Regions from separate parts of the Ovis aries genome. Here all the other regions are linked to region 2. A link is a contact called in public Hi-C data. All regions are on one chromosome and are shown on one strand. The core of a region is the stretch at or near the end of the contact, and the rest is flanking DNA. Distances in the headings are between cores, read along the strand shown. Region 1 overlaps LOC121820326 (a long non-coding RNA gene). Region 2 holds the start of MYC (MYC proto-oncogene, bHLH transcription factor). Region 3 has its middle 140 kb from the start of TRNAC-ACA.

Region 1 (2,700 bases), core at 19-2,518, 740 kb before region 2:
TCTGGTTTTGAGCTTCATGAGGTGCTTGTATATTTTGAAGATTAGTTCTTTGCCAATTGTTTCATTTGCTCCCATTGTGAGGGTTGTCTTTTTACCTTGCTTATAGCTCCCTAGTGGCTCAGTTGGTAAAGAATCTGCCTGCAATACAGGAGACCTGGGTTTGATTCCTGGGTTGGCAAGATCTCCTGGAGAAAGAAATGACAACCCATTCCAGTATTTTTTCCTGGAGAATTCCATGCACAGAGGAGCCAGTCTGGCTACAGCTCATGGGATAGCAAAGAGTCAGACTCAACTGTGTGACTTTCACATTCATAGTTTACTTCAAAAACAATAATTTTAAATATTTTGACTGTTAAGAAACTCCATAAACAGAGAAAGCAAATAACTGATTATGAGAAAGTATTTACAACTCATATAACACAGAAGATGACAGCTTTAGGATATCCAGAGGATACAAAGAACTTCTACAAGTAAGAATTATAAGACAGATAATCTAATAGACAAATAGGAAGGACATAGTTTTAAGGCCTTTTTTTGGGGCAAAGTGTTGATTTTTATTCAAAGCAACAAGCAAGCAAAAGCATAATTTGTTCTGTGTTCCCTGGATGTAAAGCCCATGAAGTTTTGTGGGAATTAGCTCTCCCTAAATATAAGCTGCGAAATTTTGACACTGAATTCACCTGGTCTATTTTACCAACAGTAATCAAAGATTTGTTGCCTGACCCTTCAAATTTACTTGACAACTAGTTGTCAATAAAAAGGCTTCCCTCGTAGCTCAGTCGGTAAAGAATCTGTTTGCAATGCAGGAGGTTCGATTCCTGGGCTGGGAACATCCCCTGGAGAAGCAAGTGGCCTCTCCCACACAGGGCTTTTGTGAGAATTAACTGTGATAATTCTCAAGAACCCAGGAGGAGGGACTGGAAGAAGTGGAACTTAATTATTATTTCCCTTTCACTTTTCCTCTTCTGTTTCACTAGGCTACTTACAAGCAGGAGGTGTCTCAGATGCATTTTTATGTCCCAGTGTTTGTTGCAGCGTCAGAATGGTGGAAAGAAAGATGGGAAGAAGGAAGTGAGAAGATGGAGGGAGGGAGGGAGGAAGGAAGGAAAGGAAGCATGGAAGGAAACACAAGTCCTCATCAAACTTGGCAGATTCCTGGTGCAGTTCCTCCTCTAACCACATGATGGCGGCATGAGCACAGCAGCGCACTTGAGCTCTGGAGTCCGCCACTTAAAATAGAGCCAGGGCGCCTGGGTGTGTTTTGTGTTTGTGCAAGCGAGTCAGAGTCACACCCAGTCTCAGCACTCTTAGCTGAGCGGTAATGCAGATCGACATGGAAATCTTCAAGGGTTTCAAGGTCTTTCTTTCTAGAAAAAAAAAACAAAAAAACAAGAATTTGATAGTAAAAAGACTCTGTGGTCGTTTTCAAATGGGGAGTTTTCCTTCAGTACACAGCATCTGCTCGGCTGGGCTGGCAGTCTGTGTGCCAGTATGGCAGCTAATGAGCCCCAGGCTGGCTTGCTGCTCCTGGGGCCCGGCTGGAGCAGTCAGCTGGTGGAGTGATGGGAACTGCAATCAGCAGCTCTGCACCAACACGCCCCGGGATGGAAAATGTGATTTGTGACACAGCAGCTTGGGAATAATAATGAAAACATAATTGCTCCAGGCGGATTGCTGTATGTCTTTCAGTTGCAAAGCTGCTTCACCTCGTGTGAGAGAAGCTGTAGTTCTTAGCTTTTGTTTCCCTAGGACAACCAGAGGCACACCCAGCAACTGTCCTTCTGCCCCCGTGCTTTAGATGTTTGTTTGAACCGCCAGAGAAAGGCTGTCTCCTAACCGGGAGGAACCTGCCTCCGCTCCCAGCTCTCTGTGGCAGCCTGTCTGTTCAAGTGGAACCACCCAAGTTATAGATGTGGCTTTCAAACCTGTTCACCCCTTCGACTGCTACCAGGAACATGCTTTTACCCTGTTTTGTTTTTTGCCTTATGAAAAAAATATAAACCCCTGCATATGTATTTCCCTTTAGAGCTTACACGCATTTCTCATTTTATCTTCATCACAGCTTAGGAAGGCGGCAGAGTTTATCGACACGGTCTTACAGACAAGGATGCCAAGAATCAGAAAGATGCCACTATGTGTCTGGAATCTCCATCTCCCAGGGAGGAGTCCAAGGCGGGTAGCCTGGGTTTGAGTCCCCTTCAGCCCCTGTAGGTTACCTGCCATCTCTAAGGTCCAGGTTCCTAGTCTGTGAAATGAAAATGTTCCAAGCCCCTTGGGGATGAAGGAGGACCAGATGGGATTCTGTCCAGAGCACCCGCTGTGGCAGGGGCTTCATGGGAAAGCTGAGTATCGTATGGAGTACCTGTTACATTCTTTCCCCTGGCCCCAGCCCCATAGTCTCTGCAAACAGTTCCATGCAGTTTCAACAGCTTTTCTGCTTGGGGAGGGGGAGAGGGTGATCTCCTGCCCAGCTTCTCTGGCCCGCTGTAAAACTTTGCTCAGCTTCTAAGGATGGATTATCCGAGAGATTGATGCTGCAGGGACCACTCCTGACCTAGGGCGGGGCTGGAACTGTTGAATAAATCCCATTGAATAAATAACATCCTCTTTTCATTCTCCCAGGTGGATTGTTCTCAGATATATTTTACCTGGCAGGAGACTGAACCACAAGCACTCCTAGTCATGGCCGAATTGATGGCA
Region 2 (2,700 bases), core at 26-2,525:
CCCGCGGCGCGCACCCGCAGGCGCGCTCCTCCCTTATTCCAGCTCTGGAACCCGCAGAAAGATCTCAGGGATTAGCGCGTACTGGGTGGGGGGAGGGGCAGGAGGAACGCTGGCCCCCACGGAGATCCGTGTAGGTCTGCGCGGGCAGAGCCAGGAGTGGGGGTCCTCTGCGACTTTGGCAGCAATCGGGGGATTCATTGTGGGTGGAAGGTGCGCAGTCGAGAAAGCTGCGCACACCCAGAATGCATAACACCCCCAACAAATGCAATGGGTGTTTATTCATACCGCGCTCTCCAAGTATACGTGGCAGCGCGTTGCTGAATTATTTTAGTAATTCCAGGCACCATTTTTCTTCCCCATACCTTTGATCATGTATCCCATCGACACTTAACCCCCCAGCACACACACACTCAGAGCGCACGCCCATCAATACCCCTTCTTTCCTCCTCTCTTCGTAGGAGTTATTTTCCAAAGGCTGCCCCTTCCCGGCCTGTCCACCCGGGACGTGCATGGCGCAGCCGTGGGTACACGGTGTATTCTCAGCATCTAGGGATGAGCGGTTCTGCCCCCAGATGATTTAAGAACACAGGACAAGTATGCGGTTTGTCCAACACAGCGCTGCTCCACAGGAACCAAGCAGCAGAGAGACGGTTTGAGCGGGAGCAAAAGAAAATGGTAGGCGCGCGCAGTTAATTCATGCGGCGCTCTGACCGTGTTTACATCCGAGAGCTCGGCGCACTGGAGTGCCAGGCTCAAAGAGCTGAATCTCCTCCCCTCCCGCCCTCCCTCCCCACCAGCGCCCCTCCCGGGTTCCCAAAGCAGAGGGCGGGGGAGACAAAGATCCTCTCTGGTGAGTCCCCGCCCACCAGCCCTTTATAGGCGAGGGTCTCCGCTGCGGAGGACCCCCGGGCTGCGCATCTCGCGGCTACCGCTGCGGCTGGCTCGCCGCGGCCGCCGCCTGGCTCCACCACTGCCTGGAAGGGCAGGGCTACTCTGAGGCTTGGCGGGAAAAAGAACAGAGGAGGGGCCTTACCTTCTCGTATAAAAGCCAGTTTTTTCTGGGCTTTATCTGACTCGCTGTAGTAATTCCAGCGAGAGGCAGAGGGAGCGAGCGGGCGGGCCCTCCAGGGTGGAAGAGCCGAGCCAGCCTAGCGAGCGGAGTCGCGCTCCGGGCGCCCGGGGAAGGGAGATCCGGAGTCAAAGGGGGGCTTCTGCGCCTCCAGCCAGGCCGGCCCCCACCCCACCCTCCCCGCGGACCCCTGCTAGCGGTCCGCCACCCGCGCCGCATCCGCGAAACTTTGCCCACTGGAACTTACAACACCCGAGCGACACCAAGACTCCCCGGACGCAGAGAAGCTCTTCTGCCTTTTTGGGGAGACACTTTCCCTCGCCGCAGCCCACGACCCGCGCCTCTGAAAGGCGCTCCTCGCCGCTTTTTGGACGCTAGATTTCCTTCGGATAGTGGAAATACGGGTGAGCACCCGGACCTATTGGCCTTTTTCATTTATTTTTGCTACCGCCTTAACGCCGCGATGAGCAGAACGCCCGAATCGAGTGTCTTTTCTCCCATTCCTGCGCTATTGACACTTTTCTCAGAGTAGTTGTGGCTGGTCGGGGTGGGGTGGAGAGGAACCAGAACTGGGTCGGGGTACAGTGACTTGTCAAGATGGGAAGAGAGAGGAAGGCAGAGGGAAACCGGGGGTGCGTTTTCTGAAAGTAGCCTTTAGAGGTTTTTGCTCGCCTTAGATGGACGCTGACCCCGGCCGGGTGGACATTCATGCTTTATTGCATTAATTGCTTTTTTGCCTTTTGTCGGGGAGAAGAAGGGTATGCTTCGCGGTTGACAGAAAACCCTTTACATCCTGAACTCCTTGGAGTAAGAATTACACATTGCATGTTTGAGCGAAGAGAGCTCCGCAGCCGCTGACTTTTTCCTGTCTGGAAAAGGGCATTTAAATTTCGGCTTACTGCATTTCTGACAGCCAGAGACAGACACTGCGGCGCGTCCCGCCCGCCGACCCCCTCGGCGTCTCCAACGCTCCCGGCTCCTTTTAGAAGTTGGCCTTTGACTTTTTTTTTAAAGGATAGTAAAATTAAAGATTTTGGTCTACAGAGAGGTTAGGATTCGGTGTTGGGAAGGCGCGGGGACGGGGAAAAGGAAGCTGGGGCAAAGATGTGTCCGAGTCTCCTGGAATTATTGACTCGGCGGTGGGGGGGGATGAGGGCAAAATCTCTGCACCTAGCCTTGGCTCCCCGGCCGCCTCCGGGGTCCCCGCGCGGGTGTCCCTACGCCCCCTGAGATGCGGAGGACGGCCAGGAGCGAGGCACCGGGCTTTTCGAGAACAGCTGCTACCCTCGGCTGGTGAGGGAGAAGACGCCCGGCTACGGGCGCGGAATCGTAGCAGGGTCTCTGGCGCAGTTACGTCGCCGTATTGAGTGTTGAAGGGAGACGTCTCTGTTATTATTTAACACTCTCCTTTTATTTATGAGGGTCGGGGGTGGGGGGGGGGGGGGTGGAGAAGGGCTAAAGGCTCGAAGCTGAGCTCGCCACCCCAGCCGGAGAGAGAAGGAAAGCCCGCAAAGGAAAGAAGGGGGTTGCGCTGGGGGTAGGGATGCGGGAGGCGGAGAAGGGAGGCTGGGAGGGGCGGCGGCGCCGGCAGGGGAAACAGCGAGACGAGGGCGCGCGAGTGGGAACGGGCG
Region 3 (2,700 bases), core at 90-2,589, 930 kb after region 2:
GTGACCAAAGTATTGGACCTTTGGCTATAGCATCAGTCCTTCCAATGAATATTCAGGACTGGTTTCCTTTAGGATTGACTGGTTGAATCTCCCTTCAGTCCAAGGGACTCTCAAGAAACTTCTCTCAACACCACAGTCCAAGAGCATCAATTCTTCAGTGCTCAGCTTTCTTTATGGTCCAACTCTTACATCCATACCTGACTACTGGAAAAACCATAGCTTTGACCAGATGGACCTTTGTTGGTAAAGTAATGTCTCTGCTTTTTAATATGCAGCCTAGGTCGGTCATAACTTTTCTTCCAAGGAGCAAGTGTCTTTTAATTTCATGACTGCAGTCACTATCTGCAGTGACTTTGGAGTCCCAAGAAAATAAAGCCTGCCACTGTTTCCATTGTTTTCCTCATCTACTTGCCATTAAGTGATGGGACCAGATGCCGTGATCTTCATTTTCTGAATGCTGAGTTTTAAGCCAGCTTTTTCACTCTCCTTTCTCACTTCCATCAAGAGACTTTTTAGTTCCTCTTCACTTTCTGCCACAAGGGTGGCATCATCTTGATATTTCTCCCCACAATCTTGACTCCAGCTTATGCTTCATCCAGTCTGGCATTTCTGTAGTCGCATACTTTGGATCTGCCCAGGTATTAGATCTATACATTAATAAAACTGGATATGAGTGCTTCTGTTGGAAAATTTCACTGAATCATTGGAAACTATACATGATCCTCTATGTATTTGGCTGTCTGGCTTGTCTAACCAATAAAGACAGCTAAAGAGTAGGCAGATCTCCTTATATGTATTATATGAAGCATTAAATGTCTTACTCTGATTAATTTAAAATTGTAATATTTTCTTTACTCCAAAAACTATCTATGAAATATATCTGGAACTTTTCTTTTCTCCATACATGTTTCAAGCAAATGTTGGCTTTTTAACTTAAAATGTTAATATAGGAATGTTTGCACATTACTTCCATCATCTTTGATTTAAGTTAAGTGGAATATATCATAGGGAAAGAGAGGGAGAGCCTTAAATATTACTAGTCTCTAAGCTTCATGAGGACAGAGACCTTCCCTTTCTTGATTGCCTGATATCACTAGAACACCCCAAAAGAACAGTGTTTTAAGAAAAAAAAACACACTTAAATTGAGCCAAGTGGAATCAAAGGCCGAGTGGAATCAATTCCTACTTGCTGGAAATGAAGCAAGGACATTCATTCTAAGGACATTTCTGCTCAGAAGGGAAGAAATCCAAGTTTTGTGATATTGATATGAAGATAGTTTCCATGGAGTGCAAACTCAAGCAAAGAATAACTCTCTCCTCCACAGGGAGCTTTTGTGCTTTCCCTGACAAAGTGTTGCCTCGGACTTCAGAGAGGACATATTAGTTCTACTCAAGGGACTGGAAACTGTCCTTAGGGGAAAGGAAAGTTAACTTGAAGTACTGATCTCATTGATTCTCTTTTCAAATGAGTTGAGAAATGGTCAGCATGACCTGCCTTGAGTGGATCTGCCTACTGGCCCTATGCCTTAGGCTACAAAGACTCTAAAAGTAGCCAAGGCACTGTAAACAGCCTGTTCTTTAATAGTACTTCTAATAATAATAATAGCAAAATAATAAATGAAACATAAGAATTATAATAAGAGCTTCCAATAGGGGTCTTCATTACATGCCAAGCACTACTTGAAGCATTTGATAGCACCTAATTCTCTGAACAACTCCTGTGATGTATTATTGGTTTACAAATTTTGTATTTCACAAATGTGACAACTCAGACTTGGATTTGTCCAAAGTTAAGAAGTAAAAACAAAATGAAATATTTGTTGAATTGATGGATAAATTCTATAACCCTGATAGTTCCACCTGTTATACAACAAATTCTTCAGATAAATACTTGATTTCTATGAATTAATCAATTAACTAAAATTAATTAATTCAAGTGAAGACTTGATTGGTCATAGAATTTCAAAAATCAAAAATAATGTTGACAGCTGGTCAAAAAAATCAGAAAACCTAAGACGTAGCCCCCTCTCTTGCCATTCATGGTGGCAAAAAAAAAAAGTGTGGAATTTCCTCCTTCTCTGAATTACAGAAAAGTAATCTTTATAGCGTTTTCTGGGGTACTTGAAAAACAATAGTGTCTGAACATCCCTGACAGACAGGAAATAATGAATAAGCCTCCTAAGTGAAGTAAAAAGAGATAATTATTTATCCTGGTTTGATCAAAACCAGCATTGTGAAAATGAGTTTAAAAATATGCTTTAAGTACATTTCCTGACCAAGCCAGTTTTCCACCTGGATGAAATTAATTAAAAATTCTGCACACCATCCGCACCCTCTGCCTCCAAGTCCCTCTGCTGATAGAGAGGTAAGTGGGGATCCCCAGCTTCGTGATTGAGAAGCGCCCAGAATCTGGGTTGGCTGTGTGACGACAGGCGAGTCTTTTCACTTTGGTGGACTCCAGTTCCTCCTTTTGAGGAGGAACAACAACCAGCAGGCAGGCAACAACAACCAACCTGATCCCCAAAGCACTGATCAGCCACGCATTCTTTGATCCTGAATCACAATAGACATTATCACCAATTCTTCTATTTTTTTTGCTCTAGAAATTTCTTACAGTATTAAGCATACAGCCAGACCAAACCAATATACTCATTCACTCTTTACTTTTTTTTCATTCAACAAGTGTTTCTTGAATGCCTG

Evidence for each region. A called contact is a pair of places that touch in the nucleus more often than the background predicts.
Region 1: a Hi-C map of tail adipose tissue shows a contact between it and region 2, with 7 times the contacts expected there. The contact joins the enhancer-like site here to the promoter of MYC in region 2. A contact is called at or near these places in 5 of 16 Hi-C or Micro-C datasets (blood, hypothalamus, muscle and 1 more).
Region 3: a contact with region 2 is called in a Hi-C map of tail adipose tissue, with 6 times the contacts expected there. The contact joins the enhancer-like site here to the promoter of MYC in region 2. A contact is called at or near these places in 6 of 16 Hi-C or Micro-C datasets (blood, hypothalamus, liver and 3 more).

Annotation. Positions count from the first base shown.
Region 1 is chr9:26,477,764-26,480,463 of ARS-UI_Ramb_v3.0, reverse strand. LOC121820326 (a long non-coding RNA gene) reads left to right here. Exons shown (of 2, transcript XR_006060810.1): 2 at 2,063-2,700. Among named protein-coding and RNA genes, the nearest start is that of LRATD2, 450 kb to the left of the region's middle. Within about 2 kb of position 1,268, at least 22 of the 54 cell types and tissues checked have an H3K27ac peak or open chromatin away from gene starts, as enhancers often do. A contact at or near this core is called in hypothalamus and tail adipose tissue, where this site is marked.
Region 2 is chr9:25,737,111-25,739,810 of ARS-UI_Ramb_v3.0, reverse strand. MYC (MYC proto-oncogene, bHLH transcription factor) reads left to right here and starts at 1,275. Exons shown (of 3, transcript NM_001009426.1): 1 at 1,275-1,473. It overlaps LOC132657163 (a long non-coding RNA gene), which reads right to left and starts at 960. Exons shown (of 2, transcript XR_009594937.1): 1 at 1-960.
Region 3 is chr9:24,804,545-24,807,244 of ARS-UI_Ramb_v3.0, reverse strand. No RefSeq gene overlaps it. Among named protein-coding and RNA genes, the nearest start is that of TRNAC-ACA, 140 kb to the right of the region's middle. Within about 2 kb of position 1,339, at least 4 of the 54 cell types and tissues checked have an H3K27ac peak or open chromatin away from gene starts, as enhancers often do. A contact at or near this core is called in tail adipose tissue, where this site is marked.